Regions from separate parts of the Sus scrofa genome. Here all the other regions are linked to region 1. A link is a contact called in public HiChIP or PLAC-seq data. All regions are on one chromosome and are shown on one strand. The core of a region is the stretch at or near the end of the contact, and the rest is flanking DNA. Distances in the headings are between cores, read along the strand shown. Region 1 holds the start of CDC26 (anaphase-promoting complex subunit CDC26). Region 2 holds the start of ALAD (delta-aminolevulinic acid dehydratase). Region 3 holds the start of HDHD3 (haloacid dehalogenase-like hydrolase domain-containing protein 3).

Region 1 (4,035 bases), core at 602-3,101:
TGTGGTATAGATTGCAGACTCGGCTCTACATGCCACTGCTGCAGCCCAATAAAGACAAAAGACAAAATAAATAAATAAATAAAATGAGGTATGTACAGTTCCCATCGTGGCGCAGTGGAAATGAATCTATCTGGGAACCATGAGGTTAAGGGTTCCATCCCTGGCCTCACTCAGAGGGTTGAGGATCCGGTGTTGTGGTGAGCTGTGGTACAGGCCGGCAGCTGTAGCTCTGATTAGACCCCTAGCCTGGGAACCTCCATATGCCGCAGGTGCGGCCCTAAAAAGCAAAAAAAAAGTATGTACAAACATAAATGATTATTACATGTTTCTAGGATGTAGCTAGGGACTGTGAAGTATACAAAAGATAAAATTTCCCCTCCTCCCATGAAGCCTGGGACTGAGACAAATGATATTATCAACACAAAACACTGACACATTACATTTCAAATTTTTTGGTACTAAATCAAATACGATTTTTTTTTTTTTTTTTTTTTGTCCTTTTAGGGCGCTCCCACAGCATATGGAAATTCCCAGGCTAGGGGTCTAATCAGAGCTGTGGCTGCCGGCCTACGCCAGGGCCACAGCAATGCCAGATCCGAGCCGCGTCTGCGACCTACACCACAGCTCACCCTAATGCCGGATCCTTAAGCTCCGGATCCAACTGAGCAAGGCCAGGGATCAAACCCACAACCTCTGGTTCCTAGTCGGATTCGTTTCTGCTGCGCCACGACAGGAACTCCCAAATCAAATAGGATCTTGATTCCAACGTAGACAAAGGCAAGAGGAAGCCAAAGTTCCAAGAGAATGCTTAAAAGAAAAAAACAACTGTGATACATTCTAACTTTCCCGCAAGCTGTAAAAAGCTCACCACTATGAAGAAGTATAGTGTAATGGGTAAAAGTGCTTGCTTTGGAGGCAAAGGGCAGAGACTCAAATTCTGTTGCCACTGATTTTGGACAATTAGCTTCGCCTTTCACTAGATCTTAGCTTCTTCCCTTGTATCTGTACTCAGGTGTTGTATGGATTGAATGACGTGATGCAGATAAGTGCCTGTAACGTACGTAACTTGGCATTTAGTAAACGCTCAAATATGTAGCCATTATTATTGTAACTGCCCTTGGAGAGGGTAGGAGGCTCTGTCCAGCTCGGGAAACAACAATAAATTTTGAAAAATCTCCACCCCCGATACGGGAGCAAAAACCTTGTCTTGTCGATCTCTGGTGCCCCAACACCCAGGGCAACACAGGGCTGTGCAGAGCTGCTTGCGCGCAGTTTACCTGACGCCTGACATTCTTCATCTCACTCCGAGTAATATAGACCAAACACAGGCCATGGCTCCTCCGCTGGCTCTTTATTTTACTCTGGCGCTAGAGGGCTCTTCGAGCTTATTCTTTCGCCACTGCCCAAATGCACCGAAAATCCACCCAGCTCAAAAGAAGCTGCCGAGAGAACTTCCCGACAGCGGAGGAAAGCACACTCCTTTCGCGGCTACAGGACCGCACTCCTGGGTCCGGGGCAAAGGTTTCCATGGCAACATGGTCCACCACTCTAGGAGGACTTAAAGCTCTTCGCAGGGCCGGGAGCGGCAGCAGACCCCGGAAGGTGCCGTTTCACTCCCGGAGTTCAGTCCGGAGGCGCGCGACTTGAAGCACCTACCTCTTTTCAGCCCTTTCCCGGAACCTCAGCGCCCACCCCGAATCTTCTGCTATGTCAACTGCACTACACCTCCCAGGTTGCTCTGAGTCTCTCTCCTCGCAGAACCTCGTCCTCCGCGTGCTCTTTTTAGAGGCTGTACGTGTCACAACGCTCAACGCACCCAGAGCCTTTCCTACTACGATTCCCATCATGCTCTACGGCGCCCAGGACGCGGCTTCGGCCCTCGGCCCACTTCCGGTCTGGACGTAATTCCGCTTTGTTAGGCGCGCGGTGGATGGTCTGGAACGTAGGGCTCGCCTCTTGCTGAAGCTTCGCGGCCTCGGAGCCCAGCATGGCTTCCTCGCGAGCCTCCTCCACGGTACGGATCTCGGCTCACTCTGGCAGGGCAGGGAGGGCGGAGGGGTGGGGGGTCCGTGCAGAACAGAGCCGTTAGGGAACGGGCGGTGGAGGACTGAGGAGGAAGGCTGCCAGACTCGGTCTGGTCTTAGAGAGCTGAGCAGCGTTTTTCTTTGAGTGACCGGAGTGTGTTTTAGGTCATTTTCATCTCTTACTACAACAACCCTAAAATGTAAATACCTCTTCCGTCTCGTTCAGAAACGGAGCTCTGAAAGGGAGTAGGGTTTTGGCCAAGATTTACGACAGTGTCAGTCTTGATTATAATGAGGCCTCCTAACTTCATATCTACTACCTCGCGTCTGAAAACGTTTGAATTGTATAGACCGGTAACTTTATAACTTGTTCCCCTTTATCATGGCGTTGGTTATTTCAGTTATTCTTGATATCTCCTGTGATGAGCAGTGGCCCTGAAAGTTTCATAAAACCCAAGAAGAGATTGCACCTCCAACCAAATGAAGTAAACATGTTCCAAAGCAAACCATTGATAGAAAAATCACAAGAGAAATTCACTAGTTTTATCTATCTCTTCCTATCTGCAAAACTTAAAGTGACTGAGAGACTGGAACACTCCCCCCTGCCCCACTCCATCAGGGAAGATACATCTTAATTGGTGTCCAACTTGTCTTTTTTGGGGGAGGGAATAGGATTGAAGCTCTGGATAAGCTTCATCCTCTGGGAAGCTAGCAAATTGCTGAGATTAAGCTTTAGGTTCATCCAGGTCTTTGATTTAACAGGCAACCAAAACTAAGGCACCTGATGACTTAGTCGCTCCTGTTGTGAAGAAACCACACATCTATTATGGAAGTTTGGAAGAAAAGGAGAGGGAACGGCTGGCCAAAGGAGAGTCTGGGATTTTGGGAAAAGAAGGACTTAAAGCAGGAATTGAAGCAGGGAATATTAACATAACCTCTGGTAAGATGCAAACTGTAGTCCATCTCTACTTTGGGTGCTCAAAATTTCTGTAATATTTACTTTCCTAAACGTAGATATCACAAGTATAGTGTCAGAAAACTTCGCATATTAAACTTGCATCTATTGGTGTTCCTATTGTGGCTCCCGGGTTACACGAACCCAACTTGTATCCAAGAGGATGCAGGTTGGATCCCTGACCTCATTCAAATGTGGATTAAAGGATCCACTGTTACTTTGAGCTGTGGTGTAGGTCTCAGACGTGGTTCAGATCCCAAGAGCCTGTGACTGTGTTGTAGGCTGGCAGCTGCAGCTCCAGTTTGACCCCTGGCCTGGGAACTTTCAAATGCCCCAAGTGCGGCCCTAACAAAGCAAAAAAACAAAAAAACAAACAAAAATTTGCATCTTTCGAAGGCCATACTTTCTGCCTACCCATTTAACATTACCCCAGAGCCTTTTTTCTTTTAACTTTTTTTTTTTTGTCTTTTTTGCCATTTCTTGGGCCACTCCCACGGCATATGGGAGGTTCCCAGGCTAGGGGTCTAATCGGAGCCGTAGCCGCCAGCCTATGCCAGAGCCACAGCAACTCGGGATCCAAGCTGCGTCTGCAACCTACACCACAGCTCACAGCAACGCCGGATCATTAACCCACTAAGCAAGGCCAGGGATCGAACCTGCAACCTCATGATTCCTAGTCAGATTCGTTAACCACTGCGCCACGACGGGAACTCCCAGAACCTTTTTTCTTAAAACCTTTTATACAGGTTTTCTTCCCTGAATTGTTAATAATTTTACTGGGAATTTATTCAGTGTGTGTTTGGATTCAGATTGATTCCACTTATCTTATGGATATCTAGGATAGTTCTGGCATTGGTTTGGAACTACCCTGGTTCATAATATTCTAACTTGTTCAGTTTTCCAATTATTTTTCACCCAAAATGAAATATCTCTTTCAATTAAAAGCAATAGCTGTTTTTATTTTGAAAGAGATTAGTTAGAAATGTGTGAGGTAGAAAAGCCTATAATCCTTATTAATTAGGTCTATATTATTCCAAGAATTTAATAAAGCTACAG
Region 2 (4,035 bases), core at 860-3,359, 120 kb after region 1:
TGTGTCTCTGAGAGACAAGGATGGATGGCTTCATGGAAGAGGGGACACTGAGGGATGAGTAAATTCTCAGATTGTTTAGGAAGTTACCTCTTTCCTTAGAAGGTAACTTCCTCAAGTGGGGAGTAACGGAAGCTGGGCCCTGAGAACTACCACCAGGAGGGGCTGAGAAGAGCTGCAGGGTCCGATTCCCTGTTGTTGTGCTCTGCTGAGGATTCCAGAGGCTGTGGTCCTGGCACAGAGGGTTGGGAGCTACTGCCAGCTATGGCAGGCTCTGCCACTAGCAGGGGAGGAGGCAGTCAGGAGGGCCAGGAGGGAGAAGGTGGCCAGAACTGAGAAATCCAAAGTCCCAGAAAGGCCCAGGACAGCAGGTGTCAGGCAGTTCTGAAACGGGACTGACCAGCTGCCTATTGATTCAGCCTGCATTTTCTGAATGTCTACTCTGGGCCTAACCGGTGCTAGAAACAGAAATAAAAGAGAAGAATGAGACCCAGGCCTTGCCTTGCCTTTGAAGAGCCCAGTCTCGTCTGGGCTTAGCCATTAGGAGAATTTGGAGAATTTGCCAATTCCAAAAATCCCAGAACATGCTGGTTAGGAGGGTTCATAAAGCTTGCTGATTGCATCATTGAAATGAACACTATTGGCATGATGGGGAACTGGGCTCAGAGAGGGGCAGGCATTTGGGCCAAGATTGTGCAGGGGCCAATGGCAGATCTGGGGCTAGAATCCAGGTCTCTGGCAGTGAGGTCATCAGTGTCCACCATTACCCCTTGATTTTTTTTTTTTTTTTGGTCTTTTTGCCATTTCTTGGGCCGCTCCCGTGGCATATGGAGGTTCCCAGGTTAGGGGTCTAATCGGAGCTGTAGTCTCCGGCCTACGCCAGAGTCACATCAACGGGGGAGCCGAGCCGCGTCTGCAACCTACACCCCAGCTCATGGCAACGCCGGATCGTTAACCCACTAAGCAAGGGCAGGGACCGAACCCACAACCTCATGGTTCCTAGTCGGATTCGTTAACCACTGCGCCACGACGGGAACTCCCCTTTGATATTTTAAGTATAGATTTCTTTCTTTCTTTTTAGGGCTGCAGCTGAAGCGTATGGAAGTTCCCAGGCTAGGGGTGGAATCAGAGTTGCAGCTGCCAGCCTATGCCACAGCCACAACAATGCTAGATCCAAGCCAGATCCAAGGGGAATCTGTGACCTATATCGCAGCTTGCAGGAAGGCTGGATCCTTAACTCACTGGGCAAAGGCAGGGATCAAACCCACATCCTCAGGGATACCAGCTGGATTCTTAAAACACGGAATCAAAAGGAACTCCTAAGTATAGATTTCAAAGCTGCTCATCAGCAGAGGTGGACTCCTGGAGAGCTCTTGGTGAAAGAGGTTGGGAGGGAAGAGGTAGAAAGGCAACTCTGGACCTGGTTGCAGCTAGCAGCAAGATGGTTAGGCTTGTGGATTTTGGAGTCTCTACACGTGGGTTCAAATCCTGGTTCTGTCACTTTTCAGCTGTGTGACTTCAGTCCCCTCATCTGGCCAATAAGGGCTTGAACTGAGCTTGATGGGCTGTTGTAAGACTGAATGGGCCAATGCATGCACCGTACATACAAGGCTAGCACAGAGTGGCTGTTATTGCTTGCACCTCCCTCCCCCATACTGCTAGGCACCGCGGGCTCTGCACTGATGGAGACTACCCCAGCGATCTCCGAGGGAATGGAGCCCAGAGAGGAGACTCGGAGTCTCCAAGAACTACAGCCCCGAGTCTCCAAGGACTACAGCCACGCGGAGACCCCAACCCCGCTGCAGCGGGACATCTAACTCTAAGAACCCAAACAGGGGTCCCACAATGACTCCGTCTCCAGCGACATCGCCGGCGCTCCTTGGAGTACAGCACGATCTGGGTCTGGGGATACAAGACTCTTGGTGCCAGAGCCCCCGCGTCCAAGTCTGCCAACTCCCGGAGTCTGGCCCCCACTCACCGGCTTTCGTAAGGAATCCACGCCGCTACTCCCGCCACCACAGTCGCGAGCTCTGGTCTCTTGGGCCCACGCGGGGGCGGGGCAGCTCACCCGGAAGCAGCGCCCCCCTCTCACAGCCCGCCCCCGACAGGTTGCAGGCCACGCCCCCTGCGGGTGCTTTGCCTGAGGGCTGGTCAGCTCCAGCTACAGCCCCGCCCACGCACGGCGGCAGACCTGGCCAATCGGGTGCGCTGAAGGGCTGGAGGGCCCGCCCCTCCCCTCAGCGAGGTCCGCGCCTGTGCAGGGAAGACCGCCAGGGCGCCCACTTGGACAGTGCTGCAGCACTGCGAGAGGGGCGTTGCGTGTGAGCAGGCGTGGGAGGCAGCTACAGCTTTGCGGTTCTCTTTACAGCTTTTCTCTTCCCAGCCCAGCACGTTTGGCGCTGATTGTTGAAAGAATAATTAGATCTCAAGGATTTTAAACAACACCGTAATACCTAACACAATAGCTAAGTCCTTTTTTGCGGACTGAGCATTTTAAATTAGTTAAGCACCAGGCTGGCTTCCAAGTTTTCAGACAAAATTTATTCCAGCGTAATTTCTCAGGACCTACTCTTGTGCCATAGTTTCAGAGCTGTGATGTGAAAGACATGGGTACTTTGGAAAGGCTCCAAGTCTGATAGGAGCATCAGACCTGTCTGTCCGTGACGGGTACAAAGAAAGATTTGCCCGCAAGTCCGGGGGCGGGGCGGGGGTGGAGGTAAAATGCTGCAGGGTATGTGCAAGGGTGGGAAGGATCTGGTGACGCTTATGGGGCTTAGGTGAACTGGTGGGATCAGATGAGTGAAATAGGGGTCGGGGTCAATATACCCTAGCAAAGGAATTCCTTTATAAAGGTGAGACAGGGATTATTGAAAAGTTGACTTTGAACTGTGAAGGATGCCAGTGGGTTGTACTATATTTATTCTCAGATCTTATTTCTCAAAATCTGTATCCCAAACCTGTTTTATGCATCTTTCTATTACAAGTCCAAGAGGCTTAATGCTGGGGAAATACGACACTGCTTAGTTCCTTGCTACAAGTTCTGATCTGCGTTCAAATAAGGAAGGTGGTGGAAAGAAGGCTGTGCATTAAAGAGTCAGGGACAGTCCCATACATTTTACATTCACTTACCTAATTTGATAATTCTGTTACAATCCTCATTTTATAGACTGGGAAAACAATTGCCAGGAGATTAATTTGCCCCATGTCACACTGGGCTTTCTCTTCAACTCCTGCTATCCATACTCCTTCAACTCATAGAGGTAATTACTATTTATTACCCCCCCACCTCAAGTTTAGATCCGCTGCCTGTTTCTTTCATGACACCTGTTCCATCTCTGACTTTATTGATAACTAGAAATAATTAGGACCAGAGTTCCCTGGTGGCCTAACAGTTAAGGATTTGACACTACCACTGCTGTGCTTCAGGGGTTCGATCCCTAGCCAGGGAACTTAAGCATGCCACGATCACGGTGGAAAAAAAAAAATTAGGACCATCTATTACCTCTAAGATCTCAAACAGGGTGGAAAATTAAAAAATTTTTTTTGGTGTAATCTATTTTTCCCATGTCTCGCTCTTGTTTTTGACTGAAAGATCGGTTCCCACTTCCCGATCTTTTAAAATATTTTACTTCAGGACATCATCTTTTAAAATATTTTACTTCAGGAATCACCTTTTAAAATATTTTACTTCAGGACATCATCATGGCACAGCGGAAACGAATCTGACTAGGATCCATGAGGTTGTGGGTTTGATCTGTGGCCTCACTCAGTGGGTTAAGGATCTGGTGATGCCATGAGCTGTGGTGTAGGCTGGCAGCTGTAGCTCCAATTAGACCCCTAGCCTGGGAACCTCCATATGCAGTGAGTGCAGCTCTAAAAGGCAATATAATAATAACAATAATAATAATAATAATAAAATATTTTTCCTTAATCTGTCACTCTTATCCATAAAAAGTATTGTGAATGCAACACTATGAATAAATCTTAAATATAGCATTGAACAGAAGGAGTCAGACACTGTACGACTGTATGATTTCA
Region 3 (4,035 bases), core at 761-3,260, 100 kb after region 1:
CCAGTACTCCCTTCCATTGCTTAGACCTATTTGGATTTTTTTATTTTTTTTATTTTTATTTATTTATTTATTTTTTTGTCTTTTGTCTTTTTTTGTTATTGCTGTTGTTGTTGTTCTTGTTGCTATTTCTTGGGCCGCTCCCGTGGCATATGGAGGTTCCCAGGCTAGGGGTTGAATCGGAGCTGTAGCCACCGGCCTACGCCAGAGCCACAGCAACGCGGGATCCGAGCCGCGTCTGCAACCTACACCACAGCTCACGGCAACGCCGGATCCTTAACCCACTGAGCAAGGGCAGGGACCGAACCCGCAACCTCATGGTTCCTAGTCGGATTCGTTAACCACTGCGCCACGACGGGAACTCCGTTGGATTTTTTTTAAAATCTGATTTTGGTGAACCTGTACAGCACAGGACAAAAGGGAGGGCAGAGCAGCCTGGTCCTTCTTCTTCTTTGTTTTTCCCTCTCTATGGCCACACCTTCAGCACATGGAAGTTCCCAGGCCAGGGGTCAAATTGGTGGGGCCTATGCCACAGCTTTGCAGCAATGCTGGATCCTTAACCAGAGGCCGGGGATGGAACTCGCATCTTCCTGGATACTAGTCGGGTTCTTAACCCTCTCAACCACATCCTAGAGGTCCTGGTCTTCCCTGTCTTAAAGCCTCTCTGAGCCCCAGGTGATGATGCCTGCCTGGGTGGAGAACCAGTGAAAGGATTACTGACTGCAGAGAAAACAAATTCTTTAACCCAACGTCTAGAGGGTGGAAGCAGCTTCTGGTCCCAGACAGAGCAGATTCCAGACACCCAACCTGTTCAGCTGTAACCTGAGGGGCCAGAGTTCAGAAGGCAGCCCAGCTGCTGCTGAGGGACAATCATGGCTGGTGAACCTGGGGACAGGCCTTAGAGGAGGTTTGTCAGGAAATGAATTTAAGTCAGTCTGGAACTTAGGGACACCCGTCCAAAGATGCCCTCCCTTTGCAGGTGGGTAGGTGGAGGCCCAGTGAGGGGCGGAAATTCGCCCCAAGTCACGCGGGGAGCCATTGGCGCTGCTAAAACTAGAACAAAGGGCCCACAGCATTTTCCTCAGTTTCTGGAGGGGAATTTAGGGACTTTGGCCGCAGGCCTGAATTGCTCACCCTCCCTCCCCACCTCCAGGGCTCGGAGGTGGCAAAGTCCGGGTAGCCCGCGGCTAGAGAAGTATCTCTACGACCTCTGCCAAAAGCAGCGAGACCTGCGGCGCCAGTCCCTGGGGCCCACGACTCACCCGCCTCGCCGAGAAGCCAGTCAAGAAAGAAACCGCAGCCGCACAGCCACTGGGGAAAAGATGAAGACGCCCCTTTCTCCCAGATCCCAGGCCTCCGCTTGCCCCTCCGCCTCGCCCCGCCCCGCCGCCTCGCCCCGCCCCGCCCCCGCCCCGCCCTCCGCCTCGCCCCGCCCCGCCCCTCCACCTCGCCCCGCCCCTCCGCCTCGCCCCGCCCCGCCCCTCCGCCTCGCCCCGCCCCGCCCCTCCGCCTCGCCCGCCCCGCCCCTCCGCCTCGCTCCGCCCCGCCCCGCCCGCCCCCGCCCGCCCCGCCCCGCCCCGCCCCGCCCCTCCGCCTCGCCCCGCCCCTCCGCCTCGCCCCGCCCCTCCGCCTCGCCCCGCCCCCCCGCCCCCCCATGTCCTTTCTGCTCCCTCTCGCCGTACCCTCACCTCCTGAGACCCTGCGCCTTTGTCACGTGCCCTCACCGCGGGCCTCTGCCCTCCGTGTCCCTTCTGTGACCCTCCCTACCCCTTCGTCAGACACCACGCGATCTCAGTCCCTCTTGCGCCCCCTTCCGTCCCGTACTCCGCCTTTCACCATTACTTTGCACCCCTTGTGCCCTCTTTGCGGGCCCCTGCCCACCCTGCCCTCGCAGCCCCTCACTTTTTTATCCCCTTTCTGTGCTCTCTCTGCCTGCCTTCCTCCTCCCCAAGACCTTTCCGCCTCCCTTGGATCTGGACGCCTCCTGGGAGGTGCCCAGGCTGACTTGGGAAGAAGGGATTTGGGTTTGGATCTGGCTTGCTTTGTGTTGGGTAACCACCTCCCCCTCACTGGGCTCGGGCCTGGGAGGAAACGCAAAGTTCAGTCACAGACCTTTGGCCGGCAAGGGAGAGCCCACGGCTCCAGACATTTCTTTGAGTAACTTTTTCAGCAGAGAAAAAGGGGCCTTGCATGTCACACAAAAGCCAATGACAGGTCCTGCTGTTTTGAAACAAGCTTCTTTGTAATTTACCGGTTCAAAAATGGGTCCACTTCATGGGTATAGTTTCCTCCATATGTCAGATGACCAAAATTCCGAGAGGGTTTTATCCCTTGATCTATCTTATGTGGACTCTGGCCTGGTAATTGCTTCTGGAGACACCTGACCATGTCACAACACTGGCTGCTAGCTAGCTTTGGTTATTTCTCTTTGAGAAATCAAGTTTCTTATGGGGCTTTTTCCTTGAGATTCTCATTCAAGGGAACTAAGTAAACCCAAGCTGGGCCCACAAGACACACATCTGTCTCTCTCTCTCTCCAAAATTTCATTTACTAATTTTTTTTGTCTTTTTGTCTTTTTAGGGCTGCAGCCATGGCATATGGAGGTTCCCAGGCAAGGGGTCAAATAGAAGCTACAGCTGCCTGCCTCCACCAGAGCCACAGCAATGCCAGATCCAAGCTGCGTCTTCGACCTATACCACAGCTCACGGCAACACCGGATCTTTTTTTTTTTTTTGCCTTTTTGTCTTTTTAGGGCCGCACCTTAAGCACATGGAAATTCCTAGGCTTGGGGTCCAATCGGAGCTGTAGCCGCCGGCGTACACCACAGCCACAGCAACGCCAGATCCGAGCCATGTCTGTGACCTGCATCACAGCTCACCGCAATGTCGGATCCTTAACCCACTGAATGAAACCAGGGATCGAACGCATGTCCTCATGGATGCTGAATTCATTAACTGCTGAGTCACGACGGGAATTCCTCATTTACTTATTTTTAAACTTTTATTAAAACCATACATAGGGAAAAGTGCAAGGAAGTGTACTTGTCCTTGGATTTTTACAAAGTGGACATATCTATGCAATCTGTGCAAAGACCAAGAAAAAGAACATCTCTAGAACTCTGGTGCCCTGTCTCCTGGTCACTTACTCCCATGAAGGGGAACCACTATCCTGACTTCTAAATGCATGGTTATATTGGAGTTACCGTCGTGGTGCAGTGGTTAGCGAATTCGACTAGGAACCATGAGGTTTCGGGTTCGATCCCTGACCTTGCTCAGTGGGTTAAGGATCTGGCGTTGCCGTGAGCTGTGGTGTAGGTTGAAGACACAGCTTGGATCCCACGTTGCTGTGGCTGTGGCGTAGGCCGGCAGCTGTAGCTCCAATTGGACCCCTAGCCTGGGGACCTCCATATGCCACTGGTGCGGCCCTAGAAAAAGCAAAAAAAAAAAAAAAAAAATAATAAAAAAAAATGCATGGTTATACTTGTTTCTGAACCGTGTGTGAATGGAATAATACATCATGCATTCTTTTTGCTTTCTTTTTTTTTTTTTTTTTTTTTTTGTCTTTTTGCTATTTCGTGGGCTGCTCTCATGGCATATGGAGGTTCCCAGGCTAGGGGTCGAATCAGAGTTATAGCTGCCAGCCTATGCCAGAGCCACAGCAACGCAGGATCCGAGCCGCGTCTACAACCTACACCACAGCTCACAGCACCGCCGGATCGTTAACCCACTGAGCAAGGGCAGGGATCGAACCCGCAACCTCATGGTTCCTAGTCGGATTCGTTAACCACTGTGCCACGACGGGAACTCCTCTTTTTGCTTTCTTTGCTCAAAATTTTATTGGTAAGTTTCATCCATGTTGCTCTGAGTAGTTTATAGGGCATTCATGTCCCACCTGTGATACCTCAATATATGAGTATACCATATTTTATTGTGGATGGATATTTTGGGTTATCTCCAGTTACTGGTCATTTCAAATATCCAGTTACTGGTTAATTCAAATATTAGAAAATGTTTCTATGGACATTCTTTTTTTTTTGCT

Evidence for each region. HiChIP or PLAC-seq counts read pairs in DNA pulled down with a chosen protein or histone mark.
Region 2: an H3K27ac HiChIP or PLAC-seq map of alveolar macrophages shows a contact between it and region 1. The contact joins the promoter of ALAD here to the promoter of CDC26 in region 1. A contact is called at or near these places in 2 of 5 promoter capture datasets (fetal liver and liver), 2 of 47 Hi-C or Micro-C datasets (liver and skeletal muscle) and 1 of 2 datasets of contacts at active chromatin or transcription factors (alveolar macrophages).
Region 3: an H3K27ac HiChIP or PLAC-seq map of alveolar macrophages shows a contact between it and region 1. The contact joins the promoter of HDHD3 here to the promoter of CDC26 in region 1. A contact is called at or near these places in 1 of 5 promoter capture datasets (liver), 2 of 47 Hi-C or Micro-C datasets (heart right ventricle and skeletal muscle) and 1 of 2 datasets of contacts at active chromatin or transcription factors (alveolar macrophages).

Annotation. Positions count from the first base shown.
Region 1 is chr1:253,904,808-253,908,842 of Sscrofa11.1, forward strand. It overlaps CDC26 (anaphase-promoting complex subunit CDC26), which reads right to left and starts at 1,852. Exons shown (of 4, transcript XM_021067696.1): 1 at 1,657-1,852. It overlaps PRPF4 (U4/U6 small nuclear ribonucleoprotein Prp4), which reads left to right and starts at 1,924. Exons shown (of 14, transcript XM_005660339.3): 1 at 1,924-2,014; 2 at 2,787-2,964.
Region 2 is chr1:254,025,475-254,029,509 of Sscrofa11.1, forward strand. It overlaps ALAD (delta-aminolevulinic acid dehydratase), which reads right to left and starts at 2,110. Exons shown (of 13, transcript XM_021067765.1): 1 at 1,976-2,110.
Region 3 is chr1:254,007,794-254,011,828 of Sscrofa11.1, forward strand. HDHD3 (haloacid dehalogenase-like hydrolase domain-containing protein 3) reads right to left here and starts at 2,011. Exons shown (of 3, transcript XM_021067749.1): 1 at 1,900-2,011; 2 at 1,260-1,308.